2 separate regions of the Hordeum vulgare genome follow, and region 2 is linked to region 1. Evidence: chromatin contacts called from public Hi-C data. All regions are on one chromosome and are shown on one strand. The core of a region is the stretch at or near the end of the contact, and the rest is flanking DNA. Distances in the headings are between cores, read along the strand shown. Region 1 holds the start of LOC123446986 (mavicyanin-like). Region 2 holds the start of LOC123449482 (ABC transporter G family member 22-like).

The links. Hi-C and Micro-C count contacts between places; a contact is called where the count stands out from the background.
Region 2: a Hi-C map of leaf shows a contact between it and region 1, with 2.6 times the contacts expected there. The contact joins the promoter of LOC123449482 here to the promoter of LOC123446986 in region 1. A contact is called at or near these places in 2 of 6 Hi-C or Micro-C datasets (both in leaf).

What each region holds. Positions count from the first base shown.
Region 1 is chr4H:555,122,507-555,128,291 of MorexV3_pseudomolecules_assembly, forward strand. LOC123446986 (mavicyanin-like) reads left to right here and starts at 1,273. Exons shown (of 1, transcript XM_045123536.1): 1 at 1,273-2,121. The coding sequence starts at 1,361. The coding sequence ends at 1,891.
Region 2 is chr4H:555,524,569-555,530,494 of MorexV3_pseudomolecules_assembly, forward strand. It overlaps LOC123449482 (ABC transporter G family member 22-like), which reads right to left and starts at 3,813. Exons shown (of 9, transcript XM_045126722.1): 1 at 3,202-3,813; 2 at 2,856-3,073; 3 at 1,253-1,408; 4 at 986-1,169; 5 at 592-912; 6 at 217-504; 7 at 1-95. The coding sequence starts at 3,693.

The DNA of each region.
Region 1 (5,785 bases), core at 23-2,522:
TATAGTGTGAAGGTCTAGGGCTGATTTGAGACAACTTTGTCACGGCAGCCCGACCACAAAACATCACGGTTTTTCCTCTAGATCGTATTTCTGCGGAGCTCGGGCGGAGCCCTGCAGGAGTAGATCCTTCACCACCACCGGAGCGCCGTCACGCTGCCGGAGAACTCATCTACTTCTCCGTCTTGTTTGCTTGATCAAGAAGGCCGAGATCATCGTCGAGCTGTACGTGTGCTGAACGCGGAGGTGCCGTCCGTTCGGCACTAGATGGGAGCGGATCGTGGGACGGATCGCGGGACGTTTCGTGGGACGGTTTACGGGGCGGATCGAGGGACGTGAGGACGTTTCACTACATCAACCGCGTTTCTTAACGCTTCCTGCTGTGCGATCTACAAGGGTATGTAGATCCAAATCTCCTCTTGTAGATGGACATCACCATGATAGGTCTTCGTGCGCGTAGGAAATTTTTTGTTTCCCATGCGACGTTCCCCATCATTGATTGAACATCTGTGAGGGGTTAAAAGGGACAACAATGTTGGATTGTAATATTTAAACTTTTTAAAATATGAAATATTGTTGCATGCGGCTATTTAAACGTGTATACTCTATGTATACGAGTATTTGAACGTGCAAATTTTTAAAAAGTTTGGGAAGCCGAAAGCATACGGGCAACGTTAGATAGCCGGATCCTGCATCCATATCCGCGGTTTGGCCCTCCCGTCTGTATACGGTTGTAGAAGAAATTTTTTGGGGCGACGTTGAAGATGCCCTTATCTGCAAACCCCCTCCTAAATTTCCTACGCAGGAGATAATACATTTGTCTTCCAAGGACGAAACCTTCGCCCCGAACTAGGAGATCCAGGTTTTTTTCAAAAGGACCAGCATGTGCTGGCTATTTCATTTGCATTAGCAGAAAGCAGCGGGAAAACATAAGGTGATGAGGGTCCGAGGACCAGGAGAAATAAGAAAGAAAAAAAAAAGGAAAAATAATAACTGAAGATCCAGCCGGTGGACGAAAGTATGAGCGGCATTCCATTGCGCAGCTACACGAGCTAGAAAGTCAAAGGTGCTTCAGCATGAGGCAGAACAAACTGTGAAAAGGTCAGCGCTCAGCAGGCCACCAACCCAAGCCCGGCCGTGTATGACCAAGTACGTGCTAGTAGTGGCTTTTGTTCAAACGCGTATGACTATTCAACCCCAAAATCCAATATCCAAATGCCATTCCACCAACCCATCTCGCTAGGCGCATGATTATATATAAAGCGCACGGCAGCACAAACACAGCAGCAACTCAACCCCCGCTAAGCATCAGCCTTCTACCTCCTCTGCTTTGCATTCCTCCTTCCAGTTCCAACCGCAATCAATGGCTGCCATGAAGATCGCCCTCCTTGCCGTGGCTGCGATCTCTGCACTCTTACTAGGCACCGCGTCGGCGGCGACCTACGGCGTCGGCGAGCCCGGCAGTTCGTGGGCCCTCGGCACCGACTACAGCAAATGGGTGTCCAACAAGAAGTTCCATCCAAATGATGAAATCGTCTTCAAGTACTCGACCCCGACGCACGACGTGGTCGAGGTCAGCAAGGCCGGCTACGACTCCTGCAGCGCCGCCAACGCCATCAACACCTTAACCTCCGGCAATGACGTCATCACCCTCAACACCACCGGCACCCGGTACTTCATCTGCGGCGTCCCTAACCACTGCAGCCCCACCAGCGCCGCCAGCATGAAGGTCGTCATCGAAGTGGTGCCGGCTTCCTCCTCGCCATCGTCACCCATGCCTGCAGCGGGTCCCGACGCGAGCAACCCGCCACCACCCTCCTCTACCGCATCCTCCGTCGGGGCCACAGCAGGATTTGGCCTCGTCGCCCTACTGTCGGCCGGTCTCATGGCTTAGAAATTATAATGCATATTTCGGCTGCATGCCGAACGCACATAGGAGTATGAGCTTACTGTTTGACTAGTTATTACTGGCGAATATATACATGTATTCTTGTTTAGAGCGAAGATGTAAGAACTACTCCTTTGTATCTCTCATGTTTGTATGTAATCTACTAGTCTTTAGGCATTTCATTTTCGTATTTGTTTTGGAGGTTAAGTTAATAAAGGTGCACCATTACATGCCTAGCAATAGCAACACCGTTTAGTGTTATATATATACATCAATCAACGTCATGAAATAATAGGCACGCGTTGGAAAGCGAGGAGAAGCCGCCTCCCGGACTTCTTTTAACATTGACACTTGAGATATGGACAGAAGAAGCAATAAGATCAGATTTTTTGTGAAAATATTAGTGCATAGATAATACATGTTAAATCAACTTAGTTGTGGAAATACTAGTCATGCCAACAAACTTGGAGAAGGTGCACGGGAGGTAAGTTGGATGGAAGTAGAACATCCTTCCGGCAGAAAACTGCGCGAGCGCTTCCTGCCTTTTGTTCATAGGGTCAACGGCAAGCACCCATGCCCCTTTGTGTCCTCAGCCTTAACACTTGGACCTCATGTAGTTAGGATGTAAGTGCGTGGGACTTGTCCATATTGGCCATCACTTTTTACGTGGGATTAAGTGATAGCCCAGTTAATTTTTATGCGGGACTTATAGCGTCCATATACTGTTTATATACTGCAACATTCATACTTTTTCAGATAAAAATACTCTAAAACTCTCTTCAGAAAAAATAGACTTTCTAAGATAAAAATAATGTCCATATACTGCAACAATATAGACTTTCTCAGAGAAAAATACTCCGAATCTCTCTTCATATTAAATATTTATCTACAGCTTACACTCTCTCAGATAATAATTAAACTAAAGGATAAAATCCATACTTTCATAGTACAAGAAAGAGCAAAATCCACAAAGCAACAGCAACTTGCACCATGAATCAAGCATTTTTCTTCGCAGATGAAATGTATGCTTCCATCTACCACCTCAGCAACTCTTCCATCCTACCATGTATGCCTCAACCTGAGTCTACATCTGTAAAAGTTGGCATGGTTCACACAATTAAACTACAGTTCATAGGAATTAATATATCATAATAACACTTTGCTGGGCAGTGAAACTAAATTAACTGCTCTCAAAGACTCAAATAGTGCAGCCAAGCAGAACAAATAGACTCAATCTTTATCTTTTTCAGTTTTCATGTACTTGCTTAGAAGCATAGAAAGAAAATTCAAGTTTGGTAAATATATTCTAGAGTCTAGACAAGAAACTTGAAAGTAAATTCGTAGTGTACACATACCTCAGTTAATAGTAGTGGTCTTCCTGAACAATGTCACATTAAACATCATATCTATACTAATCTTGGAGGCACATCAAAGCTTCGACAGTCTTGTTGTTCAGTCTACTTCGATAAGATAACGCTTGGACATTTTTTTACAGAAGATTTAAGCAGCAAAACAAATTCAAACAGTGTAAATCTGAGTCGAGAAAGATAAATTGCACACTTGAATTAGATTATATTTTCACGCAACCTTGAAACATGTACTCCCTCCGTTCCTAAATATAAGTCTTTCTAGAGATTTCACTGATAAACTACATACGGATGTATATAGACATACTTTAGTATGTATATTCATTCATTTTGCTTTGTATGTAGACGGCTAGTGAAATTTCTTAAAAGACTTGTATTTAGGAACGGAGGGAGTATGACAAAAAATACAGTCCATTACTCTAACTACTTATATGTAAATATCAGCAAAAGTACTATATGCAATTATGCGTGCAGTGAAAATGAACAAAGTGTAGCAGTATCATGCAATACCTACTCAAGCGAGGTTGATTACAGGGACTAGAACATCAATCAATCAATCGATCTAGCAAAAATGCAGAGCAAGTTGCCAGGAATTCAGCGGACTGTCCCTCCCTCATCTCCACAATCTTCAGTACTAGCTAGCTGTTCCATGAAACAATCACACATGTAGATCGAGAACATCAGCGTCGACGTCCCATGGCAAGGTAGCCGATGAGCCACGAGAGGTCGGCCAACACCTTGTGCCTGTCGCTATGCCACGGTGATGTGGACGAACAAGAGGGATACGCCCGGTGCGGTGGCGAGCACAGAGGAGACCTGAGACCTCGATGGTAGCGCCAGTGCTGGTCGAAGCCACGGTAGCGGTAACCTCGCTGCAGCTGCAGATGTATGCTGCCGTGCTCAAGAACATAGGAATCTTTTCCCTCGAAGAGGCAAATCTTAAGCGAAGAGTTATAAGCCTTGCCGCGTTAGTGAGGGCAAGGAAAAAAACAAAGCTCGAGGATGAAAAATCTGAAAGAGGGAGACGCCAACACAACAAAAATTCATCTTAGAGTCAATGCAAGAAGGAAGAATTTTTTTCATCCATGGGCTGAAATCGGGACAGGGCTGGATCACCTCACATGACGAAAAGAAAAAAGTGGTTCAAGCTCATTTTAAGGAAATACTGCACAAGGACCCACAACAAGTACGTGATTTCTACTGGGATGCCCTTTACTTTGACGATTGTGATCTTTCTATCTTGAAAGGTAATATTACAGAAGCGGGAAGTGTTGGTGGCCATAACACAATTGCCCAGGGATAATGCTCCAGGGTCAGACGGGTTCACATGTGCATTCTCCAAATCATGTTGGACGATCATCAAGATGGACATGATGAGCGCTATTAACTCCTTCCCAACCTGTAGACCACGAATCTGCATTGGCTAAACTCGGCCTCCCTAAGAAGGAAGAGGCAGAGCAGATTGCAGATTTCCGTCCAATCAGCCTTATTCATGCCTTCGCCAAAATAATTGCCAAGATCATGGCCATTCGGCTAGCCCCTTTCATGACCGTTTGGTTTTCAGGGCGCAAAGCGCATTCATCAAGACTAGAAGTATTCACGACGACTGCATGTTTGTGCGAGGGTTCACTCGACGTCTGCACAGGACAAACACGTCATCCTTGCTCTTCAAGCTTGACATTAAGAAAGCATTTGATTCAATTTGCTGGGATTATTTGCTGGATTTGCTACAACATAGAGGTTTCCCTTCTAGAATTAGAAACTGGGTGGCGGCCCTTTGGGCATCATCATCCTCGAGGGTGCTCTTGAATGGCGTACTGGGAGACCCCATTAAGCTCGCTAAGGGGTTGCGTCAGGGTGATCCACTATCTCCTTTGCTCTTTGTCATTGCCATCGATCCCCTGCAGCAACTGCTCGCCAAAGCAACGGATCAAGGTTTACTGCATCGTTTGTGCGGTCGTGCCACCACCTTATGCACCTCCTTATATGCCGATGACGCAACCATCTTTGTCGCCCCCATCAAAGAGGATATAGAACAGCTAGCGGCTATTCTAAAAAGTTTTGGAGAGGTTACAAGTCTGGTGGTGAACCCTCTTAAAAGCGTCGTGCCTTTGATCCGTTGTGGTAACTGATCTCGATGATATCCTCCACTGTTTTCTTGCCACCCGCATGGGATTTCCTCTTCGATATCTTGGCCTGTCGTTGTCCATCCACAAACTGAAGATGGTCAACTGCCAATTTTTGCTGGACAAGGTAGCGTCTCCTTGGCAGGGAAACAACATTAACTCTGCAGGGCGGTCCTGCCTTGTCAAGTCGGTCTTAACTTCACTCATTATCTACTTCATCACCGCGCTTGTCATTCCACATGGAATCAATGTGAGTGTTACCAAGATTCAGAGGCCGAAACCGATCACGTTTCAGGTGCGAAGTGTAAGGTAAATTGGAAAACGGTATGTCGCCCAACCTCTCTTGGAGGTCTCGGAATCCTTGATATGGACAAATTCGCAAGGGCGCTCCGCCTGCGTTGGCTTTG
Region 2 (5,926 bases), core at 2,563-5,062, 400 kb after region 1:
TTGTTCAACATTGCCCTCTCTTGAGGGAATGTGAAGATGGCAGTAAACACAGGAAAGAAACCCCAAAACACAGCTATGAAAAACAGTAAGCCTGCCTGCATAGACAAGACGGCAGTGTCTTATGATGGTACATATCCTTAATTACTTGTAGAAGTATTAAATTGACCAATTTAATTATAAATTACATGTATCAAGTAATTATTTGTGTGCATATACCTGATCTTGTAGACCTTTTGGTGTGGTGGGATCAGAGCGCCACCAGAGCAAACCTAAGATAATTGATGTAGCTATGACCTGGGTGATTCTCATCCAGCTCAAATAATCATGCCGTCTTTCCTTGAGACCCCTACAGAAGAGGATGGAATATTGCTGGCACCAGTTTGTGCCCCACTCTCGTTTCGAAGATGTTATTGTTGCCTTCATATCATCACTGATCGGTAGTGGTGCTAGAAGTTTCTTCTTCTCCTTATATGCCACTCGATGCTCATAAGCGTCAACAAGGTACTGCATGAAATCACATACAAATTATTCGTACAGGACTAAAACAATTTGTCTACTCAAAACACAAGCGCATTGCTTTAATGTCTTCACCTCATGAACATCTTGTGCTGATGGCCTTAAGTTAATCTTGGAATTAGTATCCTGCAGATTCTGATTTTCCATGTGCAGTTTGTCATCTAATTCGGAAGGAACAGAAACATCATTAGTGTTGCCATTAGCAAGATCCAGTAGAAACTCTGCTGGGTTCATTGCTATGAGCGGATTGCATCCAATGGATGAAAAGTAGGGCATGGCTTCAGCTGTCTTCCCAAAGTAGAGCAAACTTCCTCTGCCCAGGAGGATAAGCTTGTCAAACTTGTGAAACAGCCTGCTGGATGGTTGATGGATCGTGGTGACCACTGTCTTCCCAGTCTGCATCGAGTAAACATAATTAAAGTTCAACCCAACTGCTGGGACAGCTAATGTGTAACTACTTTCATGTTACCTCAGCAATATCATGTAGAAGTTGAACTATCCTAAGTGCTGTAGTTGAATCCAAACCAGATGTCGGCTCGTCAAGGAAAAGCAAAGATGGATTGATTATAATCTCATTTCCTATGCAAACTCTTTTCCTTTCACCCCCTGAAACCCCACGCACAAAAGATCCTCCAATCATAGTGTCCTGGCACCTTCAAACACGCTCACACGATTAACCAAGCTACCTTGTGAGAAGAGAAGAGCGATATGCATATAAACCAGCGAAAGTATATACCTCTCGAGGCCTAGTTCATATATGATGTCCATTGCCCGTTCTTTCTTTTGCTCCCTTGTCATTGTTCTTGGGAGACGAAGTAATGCTGCGTATGTTAGTGTCTCCTTAACAGTAAGATGGGTAAAGAGAACATCATCTTGAGTCACAAATCCAATCCTGCAATCCAAGTAAAAATCCAGTTATTATATGTCAGAATAGCAATGGCATCACAACTCGAGAGACATCCAAGCCTACTTCCAGCCTCACTAATCCTAATCCTAATCCTCCAACAAACAGTCCATGCACCTGACTACAATTGGTTTCGGTGGACAACCAGAAACCAGGAGGACTATGCAGAGCTGAACTGGGTTAGGAATTCTGCCGAACAGGTTACATGCAGGTGGGTTTGCCGCGCTGCTTGGCCAAGAAGCAGTTACTAGCTCTAACTCACTTCTGCGATCAAATGAAGCCACCGGTTAAACCATGACGAGGGGACGCCCAAGAGATCCTCGTCGGTCGTCTTGACATTTGTGGTGATGGGTGGATGAGAGAGGACCCGGCTAGTGGTGGTCATGACACGCCAGTGAAGGGAACACGAGGAGACGAAGGATCGGGACTCTAGGGGAAGGCGACGGCGAGTGTCGTGATGCCGGAGAGAAGCCTAGAGTCGCCGGAGTTTGAGAAGACTCGCCGGCTCTCAGAACAGGCCAGACGCCGTTGTTTTTTTTTTTTAGGCAAAGACGGCGTTGGTGTTGCTGTTGCACTCTCGCTCGCACGTCACCTGGCCCAAAGAAGGCCCAGCCACAGGGGCCCAGACCCTTACTTGCCAAGCCCCAGCCACAGCTCGCCACTTATTCCAAAAAAAAACTAAAAGAAAAAACTTATTGAGAAACAAAAACGAGATCGCCACTCACTATTTACCGTGTTCTAAAAAAAGATGCTCACTATTTTCCCAAATAAACAAAAAGGTGCACCAAAAATAAGCTAGCGAGAAAAAAAAGAAAAACACGTCACTCATTTTCAAGAAAAAGAAGAAGACTCTCACTCTAGTCAGACAGACAGGCACAGGCACAAGACAAAGACATCACGTAGCGAGTGACAATCTAACTACTTGGAAAAACATTGCAATGATAGACTGACAAGTCAAGCTACTTCCAGCCTCTATCACAAAAGAAAAAAAAGGAGCCTTCACTTAATTAGACGAGGCAGCTGGCGCTGGAGGCCACCTTTTATCTTGCCGGCAAGCAAGGGCAGAAACAAGAGCCACGAGATCGACGAGGACAGATTAGCAGGATAACCGTGAGTCGTGCCTAGCTAATTAAGCCCTCCTTTATTAGCCGATGGACACTTCTGACAGGCGACGGCCATGCATGGGCTACACGTACGTACGTGACGTACCTGTGGCATGGGCTACACGTACGTACCTCGTGCATGCACCTCCCATGCATCCATCGTGTTAGGCCACGCGACACGATTTGATTATTGAGGGATTATCCGTTGCAGGGCCTAATTAATGAGCGGTAAACTAAGCATGCTTGCCCTACTCTAGCTATGGCTAGCGGCTACCTTTGCTAGGGTTAACAATAACTAACTGGGTATGGAGCTGGCTGGTATGTGAAGTTACCTGCGCTTGAGGGACTTGCCGAACGGCTCGTCGTTGTAGGAGATGCAGCCGTCGGCGGCGGTGGCCCGGCCGCCGAGCATGCTGAGCAGCGTGGTCTTGCCGCTGCCGGAGGGCCCCATCATCGCCAGCACCTCGCCGGGGCTCGCCGACCCCGATATCCCGCTCAGTATCTCCCTCGGCGTCCCCTTCACCGCCACCCTGTACTTCACCTCCGAAAACTGCATGCATGGATGCATGGCAATGGCCGCCCCGGCCGGCGCACTCGGTTTAGTTTAGGAGACAGTTGCTTTTTTCTCTGCTTTGGTAGTACGTAGTAACTAGGAAGTGGAGTAGAGCACGTACGTACCTTGAGGTATATGGGCAGGGTGGGCTCTGCCATGAGGCTCTTGCGGCGCGTGGTGTCGGCGGCCTCGAGGTCGACGTCGTCGTCGCTGAAGGGCGCGAGCTCGGCGGAGGACATCATGTCCTGGGGCGGCGGGGTGAAGCCGGTGAAGGTGAAGGAGAAGCCGAGGCTGGCGCTGGAGGCGCGGCTGAGCGCGGCGCCGCTGCTGACGAGGTCCTCCATGTCCAGCTTCAGCTGCGCGCTCCGGGACTTGCGGATGTGGCTGCGGCCGTGGCTGTTCCCGCCGGCGCCGCTGCCGCCCGACGCGGACCGCTTCCCGAAGCTGGACTTGCGCGACAGGCTGGCCGCGTCGGCGGTGCTGCTGAGGACCGTCTCCGCCGACGCCGTCCGGCTGAGCGACTGCGCCGTGGACGCCGACGCCGGCGCCGGCGGCAGCTGGTCCGACTTGCTCCGCCCGATCGCGCCGCCGTTGCCGTCCGCCGTCGGCCGCTCCATGATCGAGTCCTTCGCCCGGCCTACCTCCACCGCCAGCTCGTACTACGGCTAGCTAGCTGTAGGAGCTAGCTTTTACGCTTGAGAGACAGACAGGTAGGTGCAACTGTAGCTTTTACACGAGCCGTGGGAGGCGATATATACATACGGCCGGGGAGGCGGGGAGGAATGGACGAGCAGCTGAGGTGAGCTGCATGGTGGGCGGGACGACGTGGACGGTGGCGGGGAGGGCGACGTGCGGGAGCGGGCGGAGGCAACGGAGGGGCGGAGGCGCGCCAGCGCAGCGGCCGCGCATTGATGGCGCTGGAAAGTGGGGGTGTGGCTGGGCGCGCCCGGGCTGCCACCCTCCGCACATGTCCCCCCTCACGACGCCGTATCTCCCAGGGCACCCGGCGGCCCGGCTGGAGGCGCCGCGCGTACCAGCGGCGCCGCGCGATGCGACGGGCCCGTCGCCTTCGCCGCCAGCGCCCAAGCCAATCCGTCTGGCTAGTAATCTATCGGAGCCTATCCTCGTGCCCGTGCTCGTGCGCGTGCCTGCCTGCTGCTTTTTCATGGATGGATCGGCTCGTTTGGAGGTAATTTTCTTTTGAGGAGAGTACATCATCGTCATCGAGAAACTGGGTCGACACATCATTCTAAGATTAACAAAGTCGTCACATACATCTTCGTATTCGACAGAAATGTCTCCTCACACTGAAATCGTACAATACTGAAAGACTTGAAATAAATCCAGAAAAATACAAGCATCAATATCAAATTTAGGATTTAATCGATCGGCGCCGATCATCGTGCCCGTGCTCGTGCGCGTGTGCCTGCTGCTTTTTCATGGATGGATCGGCTCGTTTGGAGGTAATTTGTTTGTTAACGACGTGGACGCATGCATGCACGCACGCACGCGTGACGTGCCCGGTGACCTCACGCACGGCTCGACAAATCAAGCATTTCTTTTTTGCATGGAACAGCCAACGGTTGCACGGCTGACCCCAGTCGGAGTCCAAGTACTTCATCATCACACTCACGTACAGTACGAATGCCCCTGGTTTTCTGCTTCCCATAATCATCACACGTACAGCGCAATTAATCGGCCATCGATCACGTGGGCTACTCGTACATACAATGGTGGACCGACCGTGTTTCCATCGATCGGGGCTGAGTTTCCTCGGTCGGCAAACCTGGTTGGACGGCGAAGGGAAAGTGGTATCACCAGCTTATCAGGATTCAAGTCCTGGTGTTTGTATTATTTTTAAATTTATTTTAAATTTTTCAACGATAAGGGCCTCTTTGATTCGTAGGATTTTCAAAATACAGGAATATGAAAAACGTAGGAATAAAGTGACATGTCCTTTTCTACACTACAGGATTTGAAAGTGTGTTTGATAGCACAGGAAAAACAAAAGAATTCTACAAAGAGGTTTGAGTGGATGGAAATTTTCCTCCAAAATGTAGTACAAACGAATCTTATGAAAAAATTCCAAAGGATTTCAATCCTACGAATCAAACGACCATCGTAGGAAAAAATCCTAAAGATCCAAATCCTTTAAAAATCCAATGAAATTCCTTTGTATCAAAGGAGCCCTATTTTTCAGTAAGAGAAGACGTTTTTGTCGATGACGAAGCATTTATGATGACTTCGTAAAATCTTAAGTATTAAAAAAAAGTTTCCTCGATCGCTCATTCGCATTCCTGTTACGTACTGACGAGACTTTGGATTACCAATGCACTGTCGCATCCTAGCAGCGGCTAGACTGAGGCCTTGGATTTCATCTTCACAACGAAGGTATTGGACTATTGGTCATGGAGAGGAGGAGCACACACAAAGTTATGTTGGAAGTAGGTAGATGTACGTACGCGCCTTTGTGCTCTCCAAAATAATCATACACGAAACTCAATTGTTCGTGTGAATTTCAACTATCAACTCTATAACTGTGTTAAACTCAAAACTGTTATTTTTTCTTTGATAAATGACATTTCATTGTTATCAAGGTGATACAACTATATTAAAAGAATGTTCGGCCTTTGCATAATATGATGCACACAACCAACAAGTCTAAATGACCGAAAAATAAACATTGTTTTGCAGAAAAAATAAAATAAAATCAATCGAGCCTATGGTGGGATATATCCTATCCGAAGATTACACCGCCACCCATGGAGAAAACCTCCCTGTCCGTACGCTCCAGCCGTGTAAACGCCATCATAGAAAGGTCTCTATCCTCCGGCATTTGCAGGATAGACC